2 separate regions of the Columba livia genome follow, and region 1 is linked to region 2. Evidence: chromatin contacts called from public Hi-C data. All regions are on one chromosome and are shown on one strand. Each heading gives the region's core, a stretch centred on a gene start, on an enhancer-like site or on the middle of the called end of the contact. The rest is flanking DNA. Distances are from core to core; before and after follow the strand shown.

What was found. Hi-C and Micro-C count contacts between places; a contact is called where the count stands out from the background.
Region 1: a Hi-C map of liver shows a contact between it and region 2, with 3 times the contacts expected there. The contact joins the enhancer-like site here to the promoter of LOC110361709 in region 2. A contact is called at or near these places in 2 of 2 Hi-C or Micro-C datasets (crop and liver).

Annotation. Positions count from the first base shown.
Region 1 is chr2:124,010,032-124,016,615 of bColLiv1.pat.W.v2, reverse strand. It overlaps CHD7 (chromodomain helicase DNA binding protein 7), which reads right to left. Exons shown (of 39, transcript XM_065053626.1): 23 at 6,396-6,584; 24 at 5,635-5,794; 25 at 2,462-2,551; 26 at 1,696-1,799; 27 at 193-322. Among named protein-coding and RNA genes, the nearest start is that of CHD7, 120 kb to the right of the region's middle. Within about 2 kb of position 2,840, at least 1 of the 3 cell types and tissues checked has an H3K27ac peak away from gene starts, as active enhancers do.
Region 2 is chr2:123,875,972-123,882,637 of bColLiv1.pat.W.v2, reverse strand. It overlaps LOC110361709 (spidroin-1-like), which reads right to left and starts at 3,031. Exons shown (of 4, transcript XM_065053495.1): 1 at 2,986-3,031. The coding sequence starts at 3,031.

The DNA of each region.
Region 1 (6,584 bases), core at 1,591-4,090, 130 kb before region 2:
AAGCCATCAGTATGGTATACCAACTTACACATTTATATTTCATGCCCGACTGTGTAAACAGTTCTAGGTACTTTTTACATCATACGATCACTTCAGATCCTCAGGCAAGATGTAAGCAAAATATGACATATGAACTCATGCCAACATATACAGTGCTGATAAAGTTTATTAATTTTCTCATGTCCCCCTTACCCATCACCGCCATCTGCTAACATGTCTGTCCCTCTCTGTTCAGCAGCTATGGCCTTTGCATCAGGCATGCCAACCCGTTCCAGGAAGCACAGCGTTGGATCAGCTCTCATAGAATTGTACTTTTCATAACCTGCATGCAGAGTGGGAGACAATTTAAAACAAAATAAAAAGCTATAGACAACTGTGAATATAATACGTTTAGGCAGCAGAAGTACAATTTTCTGGCTTAATTTATTTTGAAATAAAACAAAGGAGCTGTCACCGTGCTGAAAACAATCATTTCATTCATGTAATGAAATTTTTCATATTGGTGAATTCCATCAGCACAGAAACATTTTCACATCAATAACATTAACAAATAGTAGATACTGAAAGAAAGCGTTCAATGTAATGTCTTTATAAGGTAAAGTAAAAACCTCGCACAAGTGAAAAACTTAAGTTTTCTATATGGCTTTCACAGTGGTTCTCCACATTCAACACTCTCTACTGGAAAAACACAGATGTGAATGGAAACGCACACACACAGATACGCATTATGTATAGCTCCAGCCCTGCTGGAACCCTCGATGTAGGCTGCAAAAATGCTGCATACATGGGTTATACGTAAGGCCAACGAACCTGTCTTATTAGGTTTAGGATGATGCATGTCAGTAAGATGACACTGTTCCCTCTATGGTTTTCAAACTGCTGTTTGCTTTTTTACTGCCCAAGTTGACTAGATGGAAAATGGCAGATCCCAACAGTGCACTGCAGGAAAATGATTTTTAGACTAGACTTGCCTCAGCTGAGCCCACAAACAGAGCTGCTGTACATAGGCAGAACAGCACAATTCAATTAGGATTTGTACTACAACACACTGCTCCTAACTGCTGTAGAGCCTCAAGCCAAACTGTAATCATGAAAGGTTTTATAAGCCATCATTCTCCCCTTTAGTCAGGCTGGGCTGTTGAGAATACCTCTGCGACCTCTAGAGAATTGGGATTATAATCAGGAATCGCTCACTGTATATATCATGCCAGCTCTGCATCCCCAGCCTTTCAAAGTTAACAAGGCTGCATCCCACTCAAGGGAACCGGGAGTTCTCAACACTGACATTTGTGAAATATTGCTTGGAACAAAGCCCAGGAGGCACTTGTACAGATTAATAGCAGAGGTTAAGCCCACCGTCCACTTTGACACTGGTTGGCAGAGTTAGCAAGTGAAGCAGTGCTGGAAGCAAAGTTTATGGAGATCTATCTTACTATTTGGCTATTATTTAAACAAATATGGTTCTGTTTTATTTACAGCCAAGAAAGTAATGTTTTTTTCTCAAATGTTCTGCAAACATTTAAAAACAGCATCTGATATTTACAGCTCATATTAGGTTTTTAATGCAGGCAAGAAAAAAACGGGAGATACAAGCCAACAGTTCTTTGGAACAATACTTGTTAATATTATGACTGAACAGTCCCACACACAGAAAGCTTTACAACTGAGTTTTGTTCAGAGTGAGACATCACTTACCGTGTTTGAATACTCCAATTAGAAGGGATTTATCTGCCTCCTTATCCCACCAGTCTGCAGGAACTTCAGCATGGAATGGCTCAGGTATCCATACATCTATTTCACTGTAAATACAGCATTATTTACATTAAAGGTATTATTCTACAAAGGCTTAAAAAAAAAGCCAAACCACAGTGCACGCTATTTCATAAACATAAACGGGGAGAGGCAGGGAAAAGGGGGAAACAAACAAAAATCCAACACAGAAATTCAAATGTCTGGAAAAAAATTACAATAGTTAAAAACAAAACAAAACAAAACCAAAAAACACACCCCAAAACCAAACCACACACCAAAACCAACAAAAAAACCAGACCACAACAAAACCAAACTTGTCCCACACACACAAAAAAACCCACAAAACAAACACACACAAACAAAGAACCAAAACAAAAATACAACCACAACACTAGGCTATTTGGGGAGTGGAACGACAACAGTTATCCAAATACGATTCATTTAAGGCCTAGCATATTTTAATTTTTAAATTGAGACAGAATAACCCTTCAATATTAGCGGAACTGAAAAATCTGCTTCTGTTGTTTTCCACACCGTTCCCTCCCCAAACAAAATTACCCACAGCTCTCGACAAAATAATGAGGCTGCTTGAGAATGGACATTTAAGAGGTAAAGTGTAACAACCTTTAAATTCTGCATTATAATAGTGGGTGTACTTTATACAAGCCAGTGTCATAAAGCAAAAAAATAAACCTGCACTTGCACTAACCTTGAGTCAGCACCCTCTAAGATCTTGTCTGCTTGGTCCCCTATAACTTCTTGTCGTAGATAGTAGAGCATGCGGACACGCAGCAGGACCCTGGAGAGGAAGGCAGAGGGGGGAAAAAGTTCTTAACTTCAGGACTGTTTGCCAACAGTGGCTTTTGGCAGCTGCTGCTGTTCATCCATCATCCTGCCAAGGCTGATTAGCCATGCTGTATGGTAGGCTTGAAGCGTGACAGATGGTGGCACATAATCACCTCTGTGTGGTGCTTTCTGCTGGCTTCCAACAGGCCTGCCTGGCAACCGCTTACACTGCGCAGAGAGGGACCCAGCTCAGCCCGGCCCCGACGCATTTCATTTAGTTCTACCTAGCGCAGCTTGTGAAGTTTAGACACGTACTCTACCACTGCCTCTGAAGTATTGAAGCAAGTTTGTAAACAACTGAGCAGATGGCTTTCAGTAACTGTTCTGCTTCATTATCTCATAAAATTTCCTCAGCTGCTGCCTTAATACCATTTTTGGAAGCACATCAGAAGTTGTAGGAATAAACGAGATATAAAATCTGGTTTTACTACCTAACAATAAACCCTCAATATGGAATGTCAGGTTTTTCAGATTATACAACTTTTTGCTTCTGAGAATGGGGGGTGAAAAATAATCCCCCACTTCCCTTGGGAGATATTAACTATTTTTACTCTTTAAAGTTCAAACTGCTGTTTAATTTTACTTGTGCACAACCTTACTGCTACAAGGAAGTGCAAAATCTTCATTGCCCATGTTTATTTTTCCCCATCTCTGCAATACCACAGTCATTTTTGGAAGCGCTGGCAAGTGCTGAAGCTGGCAGGAGGGAGAACGGCAGAGTCTGGCTTTTCAAGGAGACTAGAAAAGAGGTCATCTCTGCAGAAGAAGTATCTACCTGAAAATAATTCTGCTCTCCTATGTTTACCCAATTCAGGGCACCCCCTGCTGCCTAGTTCACGAAGTAAAAACCAGTACCAGCTAAAATGAAGATTACTCAGTCTGCCCTCTCACTGTCCCCAAATCCATCACAGCAACTGTTGAATTGCTGCTGCTCCTGAACAGCAAGGGTGACCAGGGCGGCAGTAATCTGATCACCCGCTCACATGAAAAATTTAGACCACCACCGGTTTTTGAGAGCTCCTCACTAGAGATCTGATGTAACCAGAGCAAGACCCGGTTTTACGTGTGTTATTTGAGCAAACCTCAGAAGAGCAGGGATTTGAATGAAGGTCATGTCTACAATTCAAAACATGTCAGACATGCTTCTTTTTGTATGCATGATAACTGGGACCAGTAAGGTGTCCCTTCTCCCTGTGTGGCTACGTAAATAAGCTGTTGAGGGTCTCTGTCATCTTCATATTAACCAATAACAGCTGTTACATCAAGCCACAGAAGAGGAGCAGGAAAAAAAACAACACATCATCAACCAAAAATTAGAGGCTCTTTGCACCTTTCAGGAGTCCTATGAATTAAAACAGCATACATATTACATAAGGACAGGACGACAGCTCTTATAAAACCAACTGCTACTGTTACCTTTTCAAGGAAATTACTGAGACTATTAATTGGCTTCCACCTCTGATTTTACCTGATTTTACTAAACATGTTGCTTTTACAATTCACTTAGTCCTGGGGGATCTGGGAAATGAACGAAGAAGATAGCAATTGAAAACATTCTTGCACGTTTGTCTTCCCGATCCTTCTAATTGTTCTACTGTACTATTACAGAAACAATATTTTAAAAATGAATTTAAGTCTGATCTGCAAACTGATGTAACAAGTAATGAAGACATGTTACCTGGGAGATGAAAATAATGTTACAGGAAAGAATTTAATTACTTTAGGAGCAAGTGAAATGTAATAAGAAATTGAACTAACAGTTTAGAAAAAATGAGGAAGCAGTTTATTTGGATGTGCACTTGCTCACGTAATTCCATAAGTATCTCTCTTCATCAGCTGAGAATTAATCTTGGTTAACATCTGGAAACGAGCTAATAAACCCCTTAAATGCCTTTCCTCCTTCACATCACACCACCTATTGACAGGCCACAGGTACTTTTCAGATCAATAATTTATTTCCAATAAACAGTAAGACACAATAATATTAAAATCACAAAAAGAATGACCACCTTTCAGTAACACTGTGTTACATCTACTTGGTGTATATAAACAACGCAGAAAATAAATTTAAAACCAAAACAAACCAAAATCCCCCAAATCCAAAAAGCAGAAAACTTCCCCCAGCCCCCAAACAAGATAGTTTTGGGACTAAGGTTAGGTTCGGTGTCTGTAATGAAGAATATGGTAAGCAAAACTAAGATGGAGAACAAGGGCACTGTTAAAGGAAGGTGACACAAAAATAACTAAGATATCACAAAACAAAAGCTAAAAGAATGCAAGAGAGGCTCTTAAAGAGACATTCATGCAACAATAAAACAATGTAACATTCAAATCAAAATACAATTATCTTTATCCCCAAAGGTTTTCAGTTTAGTAACATGTTTAGAATTTCAAAAATCAAATCAGGGCACTGATTTAGGTAAGAGAACTCTGTGAGATATTTTATCTCAAACAAAGGAGAAAAGAAGAAATACTCTGTATAATGTGGAGAGCAAGAGAGGAAGTGAGAAAAAGAATGAAGAGATACACCCACACACAGGTGAACTACCACATGAAATTCTGAAACTAAGAACTGGATATCTAACATCTAAGGAACAGAACTCTAAGGAAATCAGCCTGAGAGACCCCACAAGAAGGGTAAGAAACAAACAGCTTTGTTAAGGATAGCCAATTGTCAAGAGAGACAGACAGTGTAGAGATATAGTCTTTTCTTTAAATGGTAAAAAGAATAACCTTATCTGATTCCATTTTTATACAGTTAAGTAGAAAATGATTTTCATCAGAACTGTGTTTTAAGTGCTGATCAGTCATGAAGAGCTTATAGAAGCAGCCAGTTATCTGTTAATATGATTATTCTCAAATTAAAAAGTAATAATGGCCTTTACATCCTATTAAATGGCCTTCTGTTCTATTAAAAACATACAAATTTAAGTTGTGAACTTTTCAAAAGCACGTAGTGAAAAAAAAAAAAAAAAAAAAAAGAAAAACCACAAAAAACCTACAAAACCTCTAAATGAAATATTTATTAATACTTACTTATTACAGTGATGTTTGAGATGTTTCCTATAGCTGTCTTCTTGAAATAATACATCTGGGTTACAGGTTGCGAGCCAATCGGCGTCTTGCAGCATTGGCTGTGAACTCTGGGCTTTTACTTTCTTGCCTTTCCTCCCTCTGGGCACTGGTGCAGACAGACCTACAGAAAACCCCAGTATTTCTTACACAATCTGAATGGAAAAGCTCTCACCACAAACTGCATTGCAAACGTGTTTAAAGCTAAGTATCACTGCTATATTAATTCCTTTGTGTGCAACACACCCACCAAAAACTGAATGGCAACATAATTCAGTACAGAGAACTGCAAATAACAAAAATCAACCCAAACTTTCATGCAAATGTAGTTGTGGAGATTTCAAAAATTCAGAGCGCTAGCCAGAAAATGGTGTTACATAAATATTTCTTGCAAAAATTCTCACAAATCTGAATGGCCATAAGGAAACACGCTTCTGATTTATAGCAATTTGAAAGGAGATTGACTCCAGCAGTAGGTGCCACTTAAAAATTATGCTAGAATAGTTTTTCAAAACTGATTTAAGGGAAAGAATGTTGCATCCTACAAAGTGTCTGAGGGAGACTTCCCCTTTAAGTACGGACCAAGTCAAAGCCCACCTTACTCATAAAATCTGACAAGATCCAACGACGTGTCAGAATAGCTATAGTTTAAACTAAATACATAGCATGACTGAAGCAATTCTTTCCTATTTACTAGCATCATTATTTGATTGTGGTAGACGTACCGGAATGATTAACCAAAGCTCGAGTTTGCCCATCTGCAGTTGGAGTGATCAGATCCCAGATGAAACTTTTGATATTTTCATCCCCTTTGTAATGATTAAGACAATACACCAGGATAGTCCGGCAGATGGTTTCCACATCTTGTTCCGTTAGCTGACGTTTATAGCGCCCATGTGAGAGGATGTCGGTCC
Region 2 (6,666 bases), core at 1,782-4,281:
CAGCCTGACCTCTGTCACGACAGTGAGAGCCAAAGCCTGTGAAGCACAACAGCCTTCCCTGGCCAGATGGAGAGAGGTTCTCCTTCCCCTCTACTCTGCCCTGGTGAGACCACACCTGGAATATTGTGTCCAGTCCTGGGCTCCTCAGTTCCAGAAGGACAGGGAACTGCTGGAGAGGGTCCAGCGCAGGGCAACGAAGATGATTAAGGGAGTGGAGCATCTCCCTTATGAAGAAAGGCTGAGGGAGCTGGGGCTCTTTAGCTTGGAGGAGACTGAGGGGTGACCTCATTAATGTTTATAGAGTTCCACAAAGATGGAGCCAGGCTCTTCTCTGTGATAAGACAAGAGGAAAGGGGTACAAACCGGAACACAGGAGGTTCCACTTAAATATGAAAAGAAACTTCTTCTCAGTGAGGGTGACAGAGCATTGGAAGAGGCTGCGCAGGGGGGTTGTGGAGTCTCCTACGCTGTAGACATTCAAACCCACCTGGACGCCTTCCTGTGTAACCTCATCTAGGCGTTCCTGCTCCAGTGGGGGAATTGGACTAGATGATCTTTTGAGGTCCCTTCCAATGCCAAACATCCTGTGATTCTGTGAAAGAGGAAGCAAGGGCACAGGGATTTCAGGGTAGACTTTCTTCATTTTCTGCCCTGGCTTCTGATAGGAGCACATGGTCGTCATAACAAGCCGCAGCACTAGGAGGAAGAATTACCTCATGGAATTGCAAGGACTTTCCGAGCCAAGGTGGAGTCTGGAGCAAACAGATGCAGCTGATAGCGGTTAATAAGCCCAGGGAGTATCACACTGCTGCTTTGCATACCTCAGAGAGACGCCTCAGCCCCTGCGGAGCAGGAAGAGGAGACGGCTCCATCAGATTGGCTCCCAGCACCCAGATAATGAGAGACATCTCCTCCTTCCTGCAGCAAGCAGGCTTATCCCTCGCCTCTTGACGCAATAGTCTCAGGAGTAGCTTTTCCTCTACTGCAACCCTGAAGAGATCCTCTTTACGTTTGGTGAGCAACAGTAACTCAGCAATTTTACAACTCCAGAGTTCCTCTCACAATGAAGGAAAACTGCTTTTCACCTCGCATAGCAATTAAACCAGAAAGGCAGCAGGATTGAATGAAATAATGTACAACTTAAAAATAAAGCCCAAAACAAACAAGAAGCAGCAGCACTCAGATGAAAAAAAATTGCTAATAGGCAGCTGCATTTTGCTTCTGTTCGTACTGAAGTGTTCTACTAGTAGTGGATGACCTGGGAGAGAATTTAGCAGCCTCCACGCAGGGCTGTCAGTCAGGGAAACCTTCAGCCTTGCAAACCACCCATGCCCAGAGTTCACAGCGCCAGGTGTGGTTATCCAGCCTTCTGCAGCACGTCTGCACTAGGCACAGCTCAGCATCCTGACCTGTCCCGTACTTCTCCCAGCTCCTCCAGAGTTAAACCAACTCTGTATGTAAAGTTTATATAGTGGCATTGTTATAAGCAAACATCACTTCATCCAAAATAGAGAAATAAAAGTTTTTTTTTTAACCAGTGACAGTTAATAAAGGTATTCCAGAAGAATAGGGAACTGCAAATATGCTGCTACTTTCCTTGAGTCATTCCCCATAAGTAGAGACCCACTCCCAAACTCCAAGTAGGGAAAGATGGGAGAAGTCACAAAAAGGAAGAGAAGTGTGGTACAAAAGATGTGAAGAAACATACGAGAAACAAGACATGGAGCTCTGAAAACTGGGAAGAAAATGGACTTAAGACCTGGATAGGAATCCAGAGAAAATGCTGAAGCATTAATTTACAATGCACAGTGGTCAGTCCTGCAGGCTGGTGCTGTGACATAACTGCACAAGGTAGATTTTCTTTGGTGGTAATGATGCTTTTTTTCTGTAGTTACTTGGCTTTACAGAAATGCATCTCAGACAGGCTTACAATATTGCACATATTTTACTTCACAAACTTCATTTCTGCCTCACAGCAACAGCTATGAGTCTGTGTGGGAATGTTTTACTGATAAGATCAGAGTTGAACACTATGATGCAAGGAGAATCAGCACAGCACATCCGCTGGGTTTTTGGGCAGCACTGATGGCTGACAGACTGTCGTCGGTGACCAGTTACTTTAGGTCAGTCAGTCATGCTTTGCTTAGAAGTGGCTGGATTGACTCTCAAGGACACCAGAAACACAATTTTTTAAGTTCTGATATTCTCTGTCTTAAATACTTTTGATGTGAACCTAACCAGTAAGCCATTAATTAGGTCCAGTCACCCTCACAAATTAAAATGTGACCAAAAAACCAAAAATCTGCTTTCAACTACATTCAAGACGTAACTTTGCTGCATTTGTGTACAACAATCCCAGACGGGGTGTACGTGTATTCAGATTAATTTGCCTCATGCTCTTTGCTGCTGTTCCTGTTCCCAACTCCCCTCCTGAAATCACATGTACGCATTTTCCAAGTCTGGAAGCTGCCTTAGCTCCGGTCTCAGCACTGCCAGTGTGCACCTGGCACTAGGGTGTCCAAAGTTAAAAACTGCTTCATGACATCAGTTCGGGAGTAGCACCACGTTCCCAGATGCAGGCGGCAGTGTTCAGCTGCTGGGTAGTGCCTGGTAAACCCACAGCCTCGCCCTGCATCATCTTCAGGGGAGACAGCACACAACCCCACAGGTTTTTGTCTTTCTGACTACTGTCTTATAAATCACATTATTTCAGACATTTCCCGCATCTGAAAATGTTTTCCCAAGCCATAATCAGAAAACATGCTGTTTACTTGACTATTTTAGCTTGGACAATGTTAAATTGACATTTGTTAAAATTGTACCTTGGTCTCTTTTGAGCTGTCATCTCACTTCAGGCTTTTGTTCCCTCTCAGTATTTTAGGTCTAAATCTAGGGAAAGTAAACAATCAGTTTCTAGGTAGTCTGATACATGGTACTGGGTAAGAAAAGCTAATTAGGTCCTGCTATAATTTACACCAAACATACCATAGTCCCAACAATCAACAAGATTCTGCCCAATATAAACATTCATATCTCTGACTCTTTAAAGAAGGAATTTTAAAAATCATAGCTATGCTGTATGGGGGGTGGGAACCAAAACATTGATTCATCCACAGTCATGCTGCCATGGACAATTTTACAAAAGCTATAATTTGGGAAAGGAGTTCAAAAGGATGTATAGACAATGTAGTAGACTGGATTCTAAATAACCTTTTGAGTAGCTTTTCCCTACACGTTACTTCACCTCCATGTCACATAGACCCATGGGATGGAGCAGTTAAATCCCATGTCTGAATATCAGATGCATGCTCCAATTTATCAAAAGTTTTTGGAAATACGTATCACCACAACAGGGAGATATATAGTGTTGAAGGTTGCAACCAAGCTCAATTTTTGAAATTTATTTTTAAGTGAGCAGTGTATCTGATAGTACAGAATAGTGATTTCTTTAAGCAGCGCTCCCCTGACAACAGTGTACTAATTTAGACTGGGGTAAAACTGACTGTGGAGCACGCTGGTTTCGCCTCCTTGCTCGGATTGCCGTGGTAAGATTGCTACAGAAACAATCTCCTTCCTCAAGCCAATCCTAAAGCTGGAACGCCTTTTTATTTTCCTTTTCCCTCTCCTCCAGCTGCTAAGCAAAGAATAAACTTTTCGCTTCGCCCCTCCTTTATTGGAAGGGGAATAGGGTAATATGCTGTAATTGGTTTTCCATGTTTGCCAAGAGTCTGTTTCCTCTTATCATCCACAATATTTAACATAAGTCTTGTAATAGTTCCAAAAATAATAAAATCTCTCCCAAGAATAAAAATGATAGATCCACAACATGCTGCTTCTTTGTCATGGTCTTGGTTTTGTAACATTCTGTTAGTAGTTTTTATTGCCTAATGTTGTGGTTTCTTTCATAGGCAGCAGACCCAGTAAAGACATTTCATCAGCTACTTACACAGCAGCAGTCTGGATTATTTACAAATGGAGATTTCAGTACCGTATTAAAATAAATCACCACTGCATACTGTTTAAGTTACATTGCAGTAGTATGGCAGAAGAAAACCCAGAGATTCTAGGGGCAGGAATATTAAAGTATATACTTAAGTACGATATCAGCAAACAAATTTATTAAGATATCCAAATAAAACCTGTTAGTCTTCCTCCTTCTCCCCTATCTCCTCCCATGCAACAGTGGAAGAGAAATAGGTAAAAATTATATCGCCCCCCTTCCTCCCCGCTAAACAGTACATGCACTATGTGTAACATGTAAAGGAACCCATGCAATACCTCGTGGTTTTAAATCGTGCAGCAACACAATATATCCCTCTTAATCCCCAAAGCAAATGCCCCACACGGGGCAAATTCCCTTAAGGGGAGGGGTAATGGACGTGGTGCAGTAAAGATGGCGAGCCAGCATTTTGCTCACTGGATTCAGTTTGAATGAAAGAATAACAGGACAGACAATATAAAAAGGAGATAATACACGTAAGAAAGTTGAATTAGGAGAAAAATAAACACAAACAACTAAGGAGAAAGCGGTAGGACAATCAGTAGTGTGAAAGGAATAGGCCATCAAGAGCAATCGCCATCGCGGACTTCAGCATTTACAAAAGCAACACCCTAGTGGTAACAACTTCAAGAAAAGTCCCGGCATGTTGGGGTGCCCTCATTTAGAATGATTACTTAAACAAAACCCCAAACCTTTAATGCAAAAAAACTGTCTTATAATATTTCAGTATTTTTATACACTTTTTCACTTCAATCAAGTTTAACTGTAACTTAGATTCTGATACGAGGTTTTCCTTTCCACCCAAGAACAGATATAGTGCTCTAACACTCACAGTTGAACTCTTGAGGCAGAAATAAATTTCCCAACTTAAATGTAAGCCATTTAGCCTAAAACTAATCTGTGCTCCTCTAACCCCACCAATATATAAATATTTCAGTTGAAGGCCCTTCAACTAGTCAACACAATGAATTAAGTGTCACAAAAACATAACACAGTAGGAAAGAGACATCTCTGGAGTAGGGAACAGAGAGCTCACTGCCTGGTAGGGGCTTCAGACAGCCTCTTGTTATTTTAGCGTATCAGTAACTATTTTGGCAGTCATTTACCTTAAGTTGCTGCTGAGTCTGATCTTGTACAGGAATAAATCAGAATGATTGAAGTCAACAGAAATATGCAGGTAGAAGATAGAGGAGTGTTAATCTTTCTTAAATGACTGCCAAAATTCCTGGAGCTTCTCATTGTAAGTAGAAATAAGAGACAAGTCTTAAGTCAGGCTTAGAGGATTTGTCACTCCAAATTTACTTTTTTGTAAGTTAACTGTGGTTTATACCATATGCTAAACTGGGAGTACAGGGAAACTGCTCAGTGGTATGACTTCTCAGTATCAATAGTCATTACATATAACAGCTGTACAAGTTGCTGGAGAACAATTAATATTTCAAAGTCTTTGGTTACGAAAACACAACCAATAAAAAGCAACTGGAATTCAACATGAAAGCCAAGCAAGTTATCAGTCACTCATGTACAAGTAAAACTGAAACCTGTGAAAGAACAACTTCGTACAGCACATGCTGTAGAAGTAAACCCTGCTGCTAGGCTGCGTGCTGTATAATTTTCAAATTCTACTAGCATAAAACAGGATCAGCAGCTTCTCAAAAACAACAAAAATACAGATTTCTAACTGGCAACAAAAGGATTATGTATGCGCAAAGCTTGTGACAAAAAGCCAGCCAGAATCTGAGGACACTTCAGTTTTGCTCTTGCTCCTCTTTGAAAGCACCAGATTCTTCACGCACAGTAAAAGACTGGCACATAAGCCAGGACCAACCAGCAGCATAAAAACAAAAAACCACCACCAACAACAACTGGTAAGCACACATGACTATAGTAAGTCAGACCACACTCCCACTGCCCCCCCCGCCCCCAACAAAAAAACAAAACCCAGAAAAACAAAACAACCCACAACCCAACCCACAACAACCTGGCGGCTCTTTGCTATAATAGCTCTAGATTCCTGGTCAATCCTACACATCTTCCATGCTTTCAGAAAATGAGTGGCTGTGAGAAGCTTTAGTTTCATAAATCATCACCGCTTAAACCAAACTGCATTTCTGTTCTTCTCAGGTACAATTCCCCTTCCCTGTTCCCTTAACAGGGGCAGTTTTTACAGCTATGACAAATTTATTCCCATTTGTAATACAGCAGCCTCAGTTATAGAAGAGCATACTTTCCTCTCATCTCAAACTATAGAGTTCTGCAATGTTGCTAGCTCCAAAAACATCTTCAAGCCGTTAATTCAAACAAGCACTCTTGTTCCTTCCTTCCTTCTTGTAAGCATCTAGTTATTCTGAGGCAGTTTTCCCTTGGCATCAATGCAATTCAGTCCTGTGGTTTCACTGTCATGCAACACAATTTTCAAACTTCAACTGAAGCAACAAGTGTTTGTGTTTTATAAACATTATGTAATGAACAGTTAACAGTTTAAAGTATGTAAATGGGTACCCTCTTACAAATTTAAATAGTTGAAAAAATGATATTACATGGCTAATAATGATTCTGAATGTGTAAGAAAGATTTGAAGCCAGCAATTGACATAAATCCTTATCAGTTTTCCCTTCCCCCACATACAAACAAAAAGTTTCACGTGTTTTTTTTAAACTTTATTT